2 separate regions of the Oryctolagus cuniculus genome follow, and region 2 is linked to region 1. The links are chromatin contacts, called in public Micro-C maps. All regions are on one chromosome and are shown on one strand. The core of a region is the stretch at or near the end of the contact, and the rest is flanking DNA. Distances in the headings are between cores, read along the strand shown. Region 1 holds the start of CD46 (CD46 molecule). Region 2 overlaps LOC103350987.

Region 1 (3,094 bases), core at 244-2,743:
GGCACTGGAGATTCACCAGTGAGCAGAGTCCCTGCTCACACTCACGCACATATGAGGGTGCTTCAGAATGTTTGTGGAAAATGAAATTAACAGGTGAGAGATTTTGAAATCCACGCATAGTTTTTTCATAATAACTTTTCAGGAACTTTTTGAAGAGCCCTGTAATATGTAATGGGATCCTAATTATGATAGCTGGGGCAAACACACACAAAGTACATAGAAAAGCACACAAAAAATACCAAAATGTTAAAAGTGGTTTTTCTTTGTGTGCGGTGTGTTCAATATTTTAAATGTGCATTTTAAAGTATTTATTCATTCAATGAATGATTAAAAGAACAGATTTAATTATAAGGCTGTAGGGAAAACTCAGATTAACATGATTTAAGTCCCTTTCTTAAAATACTAATTTCTCACTAGGGTTGGCAACAATGTGGTTTATGCTCCTCCGGATGGCCTCAAATGTGACTCAGCCTTATGAAAACAAGGAAAATAACGCCAGAAACTCTTTAGGTGATAGAATCGGATACTGTCTGAATTGATTAGGAATGGGAAAAGAACTCCGTGGTTTATAAAAAAAAAAAAAAAAGAAAAGCAACTGTTTGTAAGCCAAGACTCATACAGTGTCTTACTTCACTGGAGGTTCCGAAAAGGTGGCGTGCTCTTACCGTTCCTCCAAGCAGGTAGCTCCAGGCCTGCAGAACCGCAGCCGGAGCACAGGCCGAGCGCGAGCCGGCCCGGAACGCAGGACAGCGAGCACTGCAGGGCGGGCCGCTTCGGCCACGCAGACTCTGAGCAGCCCTGGCCAGCGCATCTCAAACCCCGCAACCCAGCACAACCGGGCACGGCAGGCTCGCGACAGCCCGAGACTGTGGGGAGCAGCCCCACTCACCGAGGCATCGGAGCAGGCAGGATAAACTCAGCGCGGGCCGCAGCAGCACCTCCACGCACCTGGGCAATCCCAAGTGCAAGCAGGCCTTTACGTGGTGCACCTGTTCGTGCTCAATCCCGGAAATGCATTGCAAGCTTGGGCTAGGGACAGTGCCAGGCGCCGGGGAGACGCCCCCGACGCCCGCCACTCGACCGCCAAGCACACGGTCGCTCGGGTGCTGCGTGGTCCCCACAGTCCCCCGCTACACGCGCGCGCTCCCGGAGCACAGGCACTGCACCTGCCCGAGCCGCGCCCGCCCGAGCTCCAGCCTCGCGGCCGGCGAGCGCGCCCTCTGCAGGGTCCTACCCGAGAAAGTGAACAGCAGGAACCCCACAGTCACCAGGAGCGTCCCAAGCACGCGCCACCGTGAAGGAAGCGGACTCTCGCGCCGGACCGACGGCTCCTTGCTCGGCGCGGAAGACGCCGTCATTTTTCCAGACCTGGGCGAGGAAAACTGGCAACTAACTGAACAGGGGAGCCCTTTTTGAGTCTGGGGAGCAAACGCAACAATCCCCAAACTCACAAAGTGTCAAGGTGGGGGTGGCCACGACAGGTGGGCGTGGCCAGGGCGGAAGTGACAGGAGGCCGAGCAGGCTGGGGCCAATTGGAGGGCGGAGGGGCGGGGCCTCAAGCGGACGGGCGGGGCCTGGAGGTGCCGGAGCGACCCGGGTCGGCGGCTGGCCAGGGCCTCGCGGTTCTTTGCAGACCGCGGCGTTTGTAAACAGGGCCGCTGCCCTACCCAGGAAGGGTGGGAAGAAACCAGCTGGTGCTGTTGTCATCGTTTCTGGGAACTCCCCCTTGAAGAATGAAGCCTGTCGGCCTAAAGAGCGAGACCCGGAGCGCAGGCCGCGGGTGGCGGTGGAGCCGCTTCCCTCAGGCCCCGAGGCTGTCCGGAGCGGCGGCCCCGGGGATGGCCGTTGTCAGGCGTGCTGGGGCGCCGGGGGGCCGGGAGCAAGCTTCGCTAGCACAGAGGCGTGGGAACGCGAGGACGCGCGGTTCCGGGGCCTCGGCGAGCGGCCGGCCGCGCTGAGGAGAGCGGCTGGGGAGGACTGTGGTGGACCGGCGAGACCGCACAGGCGCTGTGAGGGAGCCTGCGTGACGACAAGGGAAAGTAAAGAGCGCGTGGAGTGGCCGGCACGAAACCAGCAGACAAGACGGGCGGACGTGTTCTTCCTGTCAGACAGGCGGAGAGTGAAAACAACCCGTGCGAGTGGCTTTTCAGGACTCTTAGAGCCTTGAAGTGAACAAGCCTTGTGGGCCCCCCGTGCCCCTCAGTTTACACCAAAGACATCAGAGCTCTGAGCGAAGGTTTATAATTTCGGGAAAAAATAGAAATCCTAGAAGTGGCGAAAGCATTAAGGAATTTATGGTAGGTATCTTTATGTGTTGGAATTCAGGGCAGCAAGTATTGTAAGAGTATCACCGTAAGAAACTATGATATATTTGTATGCCGGAAAAATCAACTCCAAATCCGTACACGGCTTTTATTAACACAAACGTATCCTGTTGTTACCCATAAAGAGAGACATTGGAAATACACCCACAATAACATCAGCTGATAGGATTGTAGACATTTTCTTTAGCATTTTCAGCTTTCTGCGTTTTCTGTTGATCCTATGTTAGGTTCAGAATAAAATAAAACGTTTAAAAAAATTCAACCTGTATATCAAAGACTGTTTTGTTCATAAAATCATGAATTACACAAGACTGATGTAGGAGAGGATGGCATGGAAATAGAGGGTAACCATATAGATCTCAAAGAGGTCTTCTGGAATTATAGAACTTTATCTATCACTATTACAGCTCTGTGTCTGAGAGGTACTGAAGACTTTCTGGTTTCACCAAATCATGCAATTACTTTTGTCAGAACAACAATGAAGCGATTGATTCTAGGCAGAGCATAAAATACACTATGCCTGAAGGTGATGTATAAAATCAACACCTGAGAATCTTGGAGGATAAAATCCAGACACATCTCAATGGCAAGGAAATGAGGTATCGTTGAGAACACATCGATGAAGAATTATTATTTCTATTAGTGCCTAGGGTTATGCAAGGCAGACATGTTTTGTGGCTCAGTGTCAGCACTTACTGGTGAAAACAGAATCAATTTGTTTCTGTATAACAATAAATGCTAAAAATGTCCCAGGCTTGGTAGTAACTAAC
Region 2 (3,162 bases), core at 583-3,082, 53 kb before region 1:
CAAGAGTCCCATACGCTTCTGTGAACACTGTGTAGTAGTTGCATATTACCCACATTCCTTCGCGTTCTTCCTATCATCTTTGGATTATGTGTAATACCTAGTATGGTGAAAAGGCCGCGTGGATAAGGAGCAGTCGTACTGCCTGAAGAATAGCAACATGGAGTAGAGCGTGCATGGGCAAGCAAGTTTAATACAAGTGTGTTGTCTGTGGCGGCTGAGGCCGGGAGCCCGCAGCGGGAGGGCCGACGGCCTGTCCCCTGCAGTTGGGGGCGTGCAGTTGCCCCATGGTCGCTGGAGGCCGTGAACACGTGGCCTTGATTCAGGTGTGTCAGCACGCCGCAGTCCTGGGTGGGAGGGAGCTGCCTGCAGAGCTCGTTCCCAGGAGTCCAGGACTGACGTGGCTTGGCCCGGGGCCTGAGTGGCCGAGACCTAGGGTGTCCTTGCCGGGACCGCCCCACCCCCCGTACTGTGTCGTCTGCCCAGAGCTTATCATCTGCTGCCGCTCCTCAGCTCGGACCCAAGCAGTGACCATGGCTCACCCTGCCAGAGGACGGGCACAGGCAGGGCGGAAGGGAACACAGGCTCCTGGCCGCTGGCCTCCCTCCAAGACAGGTGAACTTTGTGTTCAGAAAGGAACTTCTTTAATCTTTTGGCCTTTAATAGAAGTTATTTGTATTTTCTCTCCTTTATTTTCCCTCCTCTCTCTCTCCCTCCCTCCCTCCTTCCCCTTCCCCCCTCGCCACCCCCCCCCCCCCAGCCTCCGAAGAATTTAATCTGCTGGACAACAAACAATACTGTTATAAACTTTGAAAACAAGAGGGCGAGGCCTCCCTGACAAGGAGAGGGGCATGCCGGGTAACGGCCCGGGGGAGCGTGCCAGCCCCGAGATGGAGCCGGGCAAGAGCCCAGTTGGCTGGGTACCTGGGCTCCTGCCCCTGCCCAGCCCACTCGCCATGCCGTCCCCCGTCCAGGAACCGAAAGGAAAGGGGGGCACAGAGGAGCTGGAAAAGGGAAGCTGTACGGGCTCTCCTGATCTGATGGGAACGCAGCAGACTGCAAACTTCCTCCTCCACCTTCCTCCCCTCCCTCTCGCCCTCCCCCTCTCCCCTCCTCCTCCTCCTCTGGCTGCCTCCTGCTACTCACTGTTCTTGAGACTGGCCGGCAGAGGTCCTGATAACCTAAGGAGGCTGGGACAGCAGTGTTGTCAGCCCAGCGGAAGCCGGGAAGGAGGCAGGCCTGGGGCTGCCTGGCCCTCGGTGCGGCCTAGCTGCCAGCCCCCCCCAGCTAGGGAGGTGGAGCCACGTCACAGGGTGTGCCCTGGTGCGTGTGCTCTGCCAGGTGCGCACCTGCGCCACGAGGTGCATGGCTCTGCGCCGGCTTCCTGGTGCTGCCTCCTCCGGCCGAGCCGGGCCGGGATGTCTGGCTTGTAGACATGCTCTCCGCTCCGCCACACTGCTGCTCTCTGTCCCAGGAGGAGCGGAGGCTGTGCTGCACAGGCTGGGCATGCCCCTGGAGTGGCTCCTGGGGACCAAAGCGAGCTTTTCCCAGCTGGCAGGTGCGTGGGCCTGTGACAGTGGCACCTGGTGGGACACCGTGCCTTAGTTACAGCGTGGCGGCTGGAGGAGGGAGCGACCCAGCCCTGCCTCGGGGGAGGGGTGGCAGGGGGCCTCTGGGCATCTCCCACTAGCCCTTCGGAAGTGGAGCCCTGTGAAGCTGAAGCTTCTCTTCTGGTGCACCTCCGCTAGCCGAGCAGGTGAATCGGGCGTGGCGAGGTGGCGCCCTTCCTTTGGGTTGCGTCGGGCAGGGCCTGGGAGCTGTGTGGGGGCGTTGTTTGTGTAGTGGGTTGTAGGCATGCTGACTTGTCCTTTCCCGGGGAGCGCTGGCTTCCTGGGCGGCAGCACAGGGCTGTGCCTGTCCTCTGAGAGCTGAGCCCCCCTGTCTGGGAACATGGCTGTGGTCCTCCATCCCTGCCCCCTACGCCCGTCTCAGGCCAGGGCCGGCTGGCCACCGCGCCTTCCTCCCTGTCCGGCCAGCAGTCCCCACCCAGGACCTCCCCTGGGGAGTTTCCGAGATTTTGCTGATGGTGTCGAGGAAGGGACAGAAAACCTAGCTTGTTGGGAGTGCAGCTGCCTAGAAATGTAGGCCTGTGGAGCCCGGGGAGCTGATGCTGGGCGCATGGGTGCTTGGAAGGCTGTGACTTCTTGCCCTGTTATGCAAGGAGCCCAGAGGTGCTGGAGGATGTTACTGGGGTCCAGGGCCTGGGCCGAGCCGTGGTCAGGAGGCTGCTGGGATGGAAGCACCTGATGGAGATGGCCAGAGGCTGGGGGCCAGTCAGCACTGGGCTCTTCCATGCACAGCCTTCAGTTTATCACTCTTTCCTCTGATTCATTAACCACCGCGAGCTGGCAGCAGGCCCCGCCCTGACAGCTAAAGACAGAATGTCCAGGACACTGGGCCTGGGCCGAGAGTGACAGGAAGCTGGGCCGGCCTTTCCGTCCCTGCAGACAATACCCCGGGGCTGTCTGGAGGGCAGGTCGTTCCCCTTTTGCTAAAGGGCCTGCCCGGAGCCCCTCTCACCAAGACGAGCTCTTCCCCGCTGCCAGGAGCCCTGAAACCAGCATTCCCAGTGGCAAGAAGATGGAGGATCTGGCTCGGCTTCCGGCACCTCCCCCAGCCTGGCTGGAGCTCGCATCCGTCACGTAAGTAGCGGTGACTCAGCACCCAGCGCTGGGTCAGGAGGGAGACGCTGCTGCCTTGGCAGGAACCTTCCCACGTTCCGGATCGTGCACGCTGCGGCCGCGCAGAGCAGGCAAGCAGGACCTGGTTGCTGGGGGCCCGCATCTCTCTGCTCCGCGGGTTTTTGCTTTTGGTGGGGGGTGGCGTGGGAGAGGCATCTCGCAGATCAGGAACCCCTTTGCTTTCTGTGTTATTTTAGGAGCACCCTTCTGGGCCTAGGATGTGTAGGGCTCTGAGAGACATAGCCTGGCTCCAGTCAAGTAGAAGCTGCCTGTGCAATCTCCACCCCGTTTTCGGCCAAAGGCCCGTGAGTGGGATTTAACCCTTGGATGGGGCTTGCTTGGCCCGCGTGGCGCGTGTTTGCGTATCTGGTTTTGTGTGTCCTCAGACAAAACACGGCCTCCCCAGGCCACTGCGTGCTGCTGC

The links. Hi-C and Micro-C count contacts between places; a contact is called where the count stands out from the background.
Region 2: a Micro-C map of ear pinna shows a contact between it and region 1, with 4 times the contacts expected there. The contact joins the enhancer-like site here to the promoter of CD46 in region 1. A contact is called at or near these places in 3 of 6 Hi-C or Micro-C datasets (ear pinna, embryonic fibroblasts and psoas muscle).

Annotation. Positions count from the first base shown.
Region 1 is chr13:22,621,451-22,624,544 of mOryCun1.1, reverse strand. It overlaps CD46 (CD46 molecule), which reads right to left and starts at 1,493. Exons shown (of 12, transcript XM_070055225.1): 1 at 1,235-1,493. The coding sequence starts at 1,358. CR1 (complement C3b/C4b receptor 1 (Knops blood group)) reads right to left here. Exons shown (of 31, transcript XM_017347820.3): 31 at 1,591-3,094. It overlaps LOC103350988 (a long non-coding RNA gene), which reads left to right and starts at 1,496. Exons shown (of 7, transcript XR_011381410.1): 1 at 1,496-2,297.
Region 2 is chr13:22,674,316-22,677,477 of mOryCun1.1, reverse strand. LOC103350987 reads left to right here. Exons shown (of 7, transcript XR_007909605.2): 7 at 1-3,162. Among named protein-coding and RNA genes, the nearest start is that of MIR29B-2, 4.3 kb to the right of the region's middle. Within about 2 kb of position 1,832, at least 3 of the 8 cell types and tissues checked have an H3K27ac peak or open chromatin away from gene starts, as enhancers often do. A contact at or near this core is called in ear pinna, where this site is marked.